Regions from separate parts of the Mus musculus genome. Here region 2 is linked to region 1. Evidence: chromatin contacts called from public promoter capture Hi-C data. All regions are on one chromosome and are shown on one strand. The core of a region is the stretch at or near the end of the contact, and the rest is flanking DNA. Distances in the headings are between cores, read along the strand shown. Region 1 overlaps Sntb1 (syntrophin, basic 1). Region 2 overlaps Derl1 (Der1-like domain family, member 1).

Evidence for each region. Promoter capture Hi-C pulls out the DNA fragments that hold promoters and counts their contacts.
Region 2: a contact with region 1 is called in a promoter capture Hi-C map of liver, with 5 times the contacts expected there. The contact joins two enhancer-like sites. A contact is called at or near these places in 2 of 39 promoter capture datasets (frontonasal cranial neural crest and liver).

What each region holds. Positions count from the first base shown.
Region 1 is chr15:55,774,843-55,778,919 of GRCm38.p6, forward strand. All of the region lies in intron 2 of Sntb1 (syntrophin, basic 1), which reads right to left. Among named protein-coding and RNA genes, the nearest start is that of Sntb1, 130 kb to the right of the region's middle. Within about 2 kb of position 1,884, at least 4 of the 459 cell types and tissues checked have an H3K27ac peak or open chromatin away from gene starts, as enhancers often do. A contact at or near this core is called in liver, where this site is marked.
Region 2 is chr15:57,879,216-57,883,292 of GRCm38.p6, forward strand. It overlaps Derl1 (Der1-like domain family, member 1), which reads right to left. Exons shown (of 8, transcript NM_024207.4): 3 at 785-849. Among named protein-coding and RNA genes, the nearest start is that of Derl1, 11 kb to the right of the region's middle. Within about 2 kb of position 1,851, at least 40 of the 459 cell types and tissues checked have an H3K27ac peak or open chromatin away from gene starts, as enhancers often do. A contact at or near this core is called in liver, where this site is marked.

The DNA.
Region 1 (4,077 bases), core at 634-3,133:
TCCATAGCAAATTACACCTTTTATATATTCTAAGTGTGAAAGGGCCTAGTGGTCCATCCTCTGGTACCTTTGGGCCACACTGGTTCACTAGAACGACTGTACCAGTTTAAGGCTTACATTAAAACCTTATAAAGTGAGGGAAAGGGAGGGGAAGTGGTCATCTGCCACACTGTTAGGGCTTCGGTGTTTCTTAGTAAATATTCAATAACTTGATTGAACTCTTAGCACATACATGACAGTGCTGATGACTTGGTCATGATGGGACAGAAATGTTTATTCTGTGCTAGTGAATGATCACAAAATCTCTGTCAGTTAGCATGATGTCCATGAAGAGGGATAATTTGAGCTTAAGGATATAAAATCTTTACTGCTATTTATTTATTTATTTATTTATTTATTTATTTATTATTTGATAACCACAAAGAACTGCAGCACAAACTTATGTGTTTCTGTTTTCAAACCACATCTTCTCTACAACACAGAAGTTGCAAGGCAGCTAATAAGCAGTGACTCTTAGCTGTTATAGACACAGGTTTTAATAATATTTCATGTCTTTGATGACTTCATGTAGATTAATGCAGGTTGATTCCAGTTAGCTTTTTTCTATTCCTTGGATTCAAAACCTATAAGCCCATGACTCAAAATAGTATAGTCACCCACCCATAACGACACAGAAAGAAAAGGTGGACATCTGTAACAGAAGATAAAAATGATCAAAGGACATGTTCAGTGTTGCCGGTTGCACACGGACATCTGACAGCTCTGTACCCAGGAACAACCACAGCAGGCCTGAAAACCCTGGAAGCCAGCAGGACTGTGGGACTCTTCTGGGATCAACAGGGAATATCTAGGTTCAATTTTCCACTCTGGCTCAGCCGTCCTGCTTGCTATAATAATTTTATTTCCCGCATATATGACAGTAATGTGGGAAAACTGTAGCTTCAGAATTTATTGGGGGTATTTCTGTAAGACTGTATGTAGCCTGGGTAGGATCCTACATCTCTGTAGTAATTAAAAGCCTACATCTGTGCTTCCTGGAGAAATTAAAGATGCTATTTTCAAACTGACTCTATTCTTCAGAGTGTCAGCTTTATAGATATAAGATCAGACAGAAATGTATAAAGTCATGATGTGGTGTTCATTGACTGAAGCAGTGCTTTATAACTGTCAATTTATTTAAAAGAAATGAAAAACAAAACCAAATAAACAAAGAACCAAACCAAACTAAAACAAGCAAACAAACAAAATAGGCTATCCAACACTTAGCAGAGACTAAAAATTTCCTAACATTTCTTCATAACACTACAAGTATCTTCTGATATTCTGAGTAAGGCCATATAGTTTTTTTTTCCTAAGAAGAGGGAAACAATACAAAGTTAATCATCTTTTCATGACTGTACAATACATAAAGAAACAAATATATATATATATATATATATATATATATATATATTGTTAGAGGGCTTGAGAAAATAGCTCAAGTTGCTAAGTGTTTACTGTATGCCATGGGCTAGGCGAACGTCAGGTTATTTCCTTTAACTATTGTACATGCATAGAGCATCACCGACCCTTAAAACAATCCAAGAAGTGAATTGTTAAAAGTCACTATGATAATAAATGGAAAAGCAAGTTCTCAGACCTAGTCTGGCCTGGCCTGAAAGTTAATCATCTTTTCATGACTGTACAATACATAAAGAAACAAATATATATATATATATATTGTTAGAGGGCTTGAGAAAATAGCTCTGTGAGCTTCAATTTCTGGATCTGGTGTCTCGTTTCCAGGAAACATGGAAACATTTTCCTGTGGTCCGAATGTTTCCTAATACGGCAGCAATGAGACCAAGTTGCAGTGCTTGGCATTGCTTATGTGTTTCCTAACAGAGACTTCGAGAGTCCAGATGGACAAAGAGAGCACCTCACACTGGGAGTGAAAGGTCACACAGAAGGGACGGTGAGTAATTTGTCATTTTAGAGGAAAGTGAATTAGTATTAAGGTTTTGTGGGACATCTGGTTCCTCCTGATGCATAAGCATTGTTGATATGTACCTCCTTCCCTCTCTCTCTGTTTAGGCAGTACCTTTTCATAGTAGATATTTCACTACCAAAGCAAGCTTGATATGGTGACAGCAGCCTTCTTAACTGTGTCTTCTGCAACCCATGGCTTTGCCACATTGGAAGAAGTTCCCTTTAAACCTCTTACACTTTCCCTGGACAGTATAGTATTCCGCTCAAATCCTATTTAGAGCTTTGTGACACTGACCACTTCCTGATATATTAGATTCCTATAGCTTCCAATTTGCCCCAAATAAACTGTCTTATCTTCCATGCATCATAGTAGTTAAAATGAATCATTTTGTTATTGTTAAAATGGGTTTCTAGCTGGGCATGGTAGCCCATGCCTTTAATCCTAACACTTGGGAGGCAGAGGCAGGCAGATGTCTATGAGTTTGAGGCCAGTTTGGTCTACAAAGCAAGTTCCAGGAGAGGCAGGGCTACATAGAGGAATCTTGTCTCAAAAACAAACAAACAAACAAACAAACAAACAAACAAACAAACAAACAGTCTCATTTAGCCCAGGTCAGCCTGGAATTCACTACATAGTTTGAGGCTGGCAGTGAACATTGGACTTCTGATCTTTCTGCCAAGTTCTGAGATTACAGACATGTTCCACCACATCCTTCTTTAAAAAAAATTCTTTATGGAACTCTACAATGGGGTGTGACTTACTATTAAACAAGAATCTATACATATGATTTGGGGCTATCCAAAGTGACTTCTCCATTGAAGTCAGAGTTTGGGTTATTAGCATGTTCTCATGCCTTGATTTGTATACGTCAGACCTGACATCAAAGAGATGAAATTCAATACCATTCATTATTGAGACATGGTCTCATTCTAAACACACTATGTTCTTATAATTAATTTTTTGTTGTTGTCTGGTTTTGGCTCTAGATTCTTAGTTTGACTTGCTCTGTGTTCCAAGATCCCAAATTCTACGTATTAAGTGATGCTATGTTGGCTTCCTGGACTCTAGCTTCCATTGGAAGCATTAATGGGAAGATGTGAAAGCAGAAGAGAAATGTTGGAGCAGTGGCCTGTCTGTCATCTGAGCTGGGACTCTCCCAGTTCCAGAGCTACTCATCTCTATTGCCTCCTAAGCCTGGGGTGGTAACAGCTTCCTGGGGCTGCTAAGATCTGCGTATGTGTTGGTTCTTTATGTGTGGCTATTCAAGTAAATATTACTTGTGCTGCCGAGTCACAGTGGGATAAGGTTCATCTACAAAGACGATGCTCAGGAAACAAGAATGCCCCCATGTTAAGTGCTGTCTGTGAATTCTTCAAGGATGAAACTTGTATCCTAGCATTGAGACTGATAGTTTCTCGACCATCCTTTTGTATTCAACGAGTGGTTTCTCGTGCTACTGTTAGATATTGAACAAATGTAAAAGCAAACCATGGCATACAGAGTAGAATTTAAATAAACAAAGCTACTTAAGAGTTGAGACTTGAGAGACAGACAAGGCTGGGTATGGTGACATATGCATGTCATCTTGGCACACAGAAAGGAAGCTACAGCAAGAATATTGAAAATTCTGGGCCTGCCAGGCAACGTCATGAGATTCTATCACCAAAACTAAACTCAAACAAAATGAAACAAGGAAACACAAATTCAATGAACCAACAGTATCAAAATTCACATTCAAGCATCGTTTAAGAACAAAGGAGGCACACACTTTACACCATCAAGCAGGAATAGCCACAGTAATGTGTGTCCCAACTCCTTTCCCCACTCAGGAAAAAAAATTCCGCACATATGGAAAGGAAGAACAGGGTCTCTATGTGAATTCCCATCGTACTGTTGAGTCGCTCGCACAGGGGATACCTGCTTGAATAGAGGGTGTCTGCATGATAAGTCTGGGGTTATTTTCAGAGCCATCATTATCGCGGCTGGAAAATCCCAGGGCAGTTATTTGCAAACCAAATGGAGTTCAATTAATGGATCAAGAGCAAAAGAACAAGACCTGTATTTTGAGAGTCAACATTAGCAAAACTCCTCTACACCCAGAAGGTCAA
Region 2 (4,077 bases), core at 601-3,100, 2.1 Mb after region 1:
GAACACACAAAAGTTCTGATCACTGCAGAAATATCCACTCGCCAGTACAGTCAGTAGAGCAGGAGACATGGAAATGAACAGCCTCACCATGACCTGCTCACCTGGTATCTTCTTCTACACCCTACTACTATTTTACTATTTAGCATTCAACTACAGGATAGACAGATCTGTGCATTTGAAACAAATGCTTACACTCAGGGACAGCTTTTTTTTTTTTTTTTTTTTTTCTCCATTCTCTTAAAGGAGAGGGAGTATTCCAGGCCTTTATGTTTCTGGCTCTTGATCAACTTTAAACAGTCGTCAGGTCCAACTGTTTGCTTATCAATAGTGCCTCACACAGAGATAGACCATGCCCAGAGGGGGGTGCTTTATGGACTAGATTGTTATTTAGGACCAAAAGATGGACAGCAACGAAGTCATGAAATGATGCTGGCTGTAAATTAATTTCTGGAAAGAACCAGAAAGCTGTCTTGTGGCTGGCATGGAATATCTGTGCTTCAGTCAACAAACTGTCATCCCAGGGAACACAGAGAACTGGGCTCAAGGAGACAGCAATAAAATTCCACTGAATATGGATAAAAATCCCAGAGACTCCAGTGAGAGAAGGCATCTCCAAAACATGGGATTTACCCTGGCTTCAAAGACAGAACCTGATATTCTCATTATTAACTATAGTTTTTAAAAGGTATCAAAACTGATTTAAATCGTTTTTAGAATACTATTTCCCAAAACCTTAAAAGGGAAGTAGGGAGTTCATTATGGCCTGAGCAGCCCTGAAGGATACAACGATGCAGATCCAGTTAAAGAGAAGCATGAATAAATAGTCTGCTGGCCTCCCGTCAAAAGCTCCTGGAAACAAACACAAGGCAAACATCAGGCTTTAGAACTGGGGAACAAAGTAGCCTCTACAGAGAAAAATACTTTAAAAATAATACTGAAGACATTTAACATCACTTCTTTAAAACAAAAAGTGTGACCTTTGGGACATAGGAGCACCTATCTGCAAAACAGAGGACTAAGCAGGATAGCGTGGACGACTCCTCTCTACGGCAATGCTCACAGCAGCACTAGTCACGGCAGCCACGAAATGGATTAAACCAAGGGCCCATCAACATTATCTATATAACTGACAACAATGAGGGATGAACTACATCTACATGCTACGTAGGAGAACCTTAAAATGACACTAAGTAAAAGAAACAGTCACAAAAGATCACAGATGGTATGATCCTATCACAATTATTACAAGAAATTACTAGTACAGGCGACTCTAAAAAGCAGAAAGGGAACAGAAGTTTCCTATGGCTTGCATGGAAGATGGATTGAAGGAAATGGGCAATACTAACAGATATAGACTTTAGAGGCAAAGAAATGTTGTAAATGGATTATGATAATGGCTGCACAATTCTACAAACGTATTAACTGAATTTAAACTCAAATGAGGAAGCTAGATGGGATGTAAGATTAACATCCTCCACTGGAATCCATGGAAGATGGGAGCTGAGAGCTTCCCTGTATACTAAAACCTACAAATATCCACAATCCTTAGATAAAATGGTATAATATTTGCATAGAACCTAGATATTCTGACCTATACTGTAAGATAGATCACATTCCCTATGGTCCCTTTTACAATGTAAATTGTGTACCACCAGTTGCTACAATGTGTTGTTTAATAAGTAATGACAAGGAGGAAACTGTACAAGTTCAGTAGACTTATTTTCCAGCTATTCCAAATGTTTCAGGCAGCTGACTCATGACACAGAACCCACAGATAAAGAGAGCAACTTTTTATCTCAAAGAAACTGTTTCAAAAGTGCCTCTCAGTTTCAACATTCCAGAGCGCTCTGACTGGAAATAAAGGGAAGCAACTTCTAAAGATAAAAGCAAACAAAACCAACCAGTCATCTAGCACGGCAGGTTCTCTTGCCTGTTTTTCATACACAAAATATTACAGCAGCTTACGTTATCTGACCAAGTTAATAAAGTGGGTAAATGGACTCAAAAACACAGATAAACAAGAGCAGAAGGTGGCCAGAGAATCTCACAATTATATCAGATCTAGCTCCACATCAGAAAGAGTCCTTAAGGCCTGACTTCAGAGCTATGCTGGGTAGCAATGAGTGAAAGAGAATTATATGTGACATTCTGCTTCAAATAACCAAGGCAAGAGCGCTGATACAGACAAAACCAGATATGATGGGGGGACGACAGTCAAGGAGACTCACACCAACATATACCACAATATGAGTGAATTGTAACAGGAGTCTGCACTAACAAAGCCAACACTGAGTTAAAGAAGCTGGTCACAAACTACATTAAACATGGCCCACACAGGCAAATCCACACAGGAAGTAGACTGGTAATAGCCAGGAGCTGGGGGAGGGGTACTTTGGGTCTACTACAGGGGTGCTAATGAAAACATTGTGAAATTAAATTGCTGTGATGGTTACAAAAGCGTTAAAAAAAAACACTGAATCATAGGCTCACAAAAGGTTAAAATGTGATGTGAGATGAATTTTTCTCAGTAAGAAGAAAAAGGTTCACTGGTCTTTTTCTCTAAGAAGACCCTGTATATGTTTACATTTTCCATAGGAAAAGCTCACAGCTTGTCACGGATCAGCCACACTTCACCCAGTATGTACTACACTGGTGTTTAAAGTAAGAGCTACTCCAACAACTTCATCATCACTTAGACGAAATGGAAGAGCAGAATGCTAAGCGACTGCTCCTCACTGCTCTACTCAGCACTACCACCAAGAACTGAACAAGGGAGAGTGAAACCCAAAGGTTCTGGGAGGCAGGAGAGCCCTGGTACACTTCAGGAGGGCTCTGGTATGGTGGTGGGGCCTAGCACATTTATTGGGGGGGGGCGGTATGTGTGTGTATGGTATGGGCATGTACATTAGTGTGCATACAAACAGAGGTCAGAGGATAACTTGCTGGGAGTCAGGTCTACACTTGCACCATGTGGGCTTCAGGAAATTGAATTCAGGTTGTCAGCCTTGGTGGCAACAGCTGTGAGACAGAGGCAAATTTTCAAACACTTGAGCAGACTCTTAAGGACGATTCAGAAACCTGACCTAAGCAAGAGCCAGCAGTTGTATAAAAATCTCTGAAGTCAGCCAACTTTGCAAATCACTTACATTTAACAAAAGTGGATCTGTATTTTGACTAGGGTATCAATTTACTGCTTCCTTGTATAAGCAACTCAAGCTAGCATATAAGGTATTGTGGAAATACTTAATTCAACAAGACACTTGTAAAGCACTGGATTGCTTCTCTATTATATCATACAAGATGGTATATTTGGAAAAACTACCGCAGTACAAATCCTGCCTTAAAGCTGTTGTCTACATGTAAACACGTAGCATATGTATACTACATGTGTAGTATATGCATGTGTGCATGTGCAGGTGCCCATGCTGCATGTGTGAAGGTCAGAGGTCACCATCAGAATCTTCCTCTATTGTTCATCACCTTATTTTTTGAGCAAGGCCTCTGACTGAAAATGGACCCCAACAGCTGACTCCTCTAGGTAGAGAGAGCCCCCCAGGATCCTCAGGGGTCTTGGTCTCCAGGCACTGGACTGCAGGCGCACAAGTGCCACACCCAGCTTATCTGCGTGGCTGAAGGGTTCTGGACCGGTCCTCACAAATGCATTTTCTTCACTGTACCATCCTCTCCAGCCCCTGAGAAGGAGACTAAGCTCTGAACTGCCTCGCACTCTGTCTGAAAGACACGTACATTCTAGCCTGGCTTCATTCTAGCAGGACAAAGACAAGAGTAAGTATAAGAACACAACCCAGACAATCAGGAGATGGAAGGACATGCAAAATTTTGATCTGATATTATTTCTTTTTATAACAAATTACAACTCATTCTGTGATTAAAAACTCAATATGGCTGGGCATGGTAGTGCATACCTTTAATCCCAGGACTCAGGAAGTAGAGGCAGGTGGATCTCTGAGTTGGAGGTCAACTGGTTATAGCCAGGGATAGATGAGACTTTGTCTCCAAAAAAAAAAAAACAAACACAAAAACACAAAACAAAAATACTCTACTAGCCTAATACAG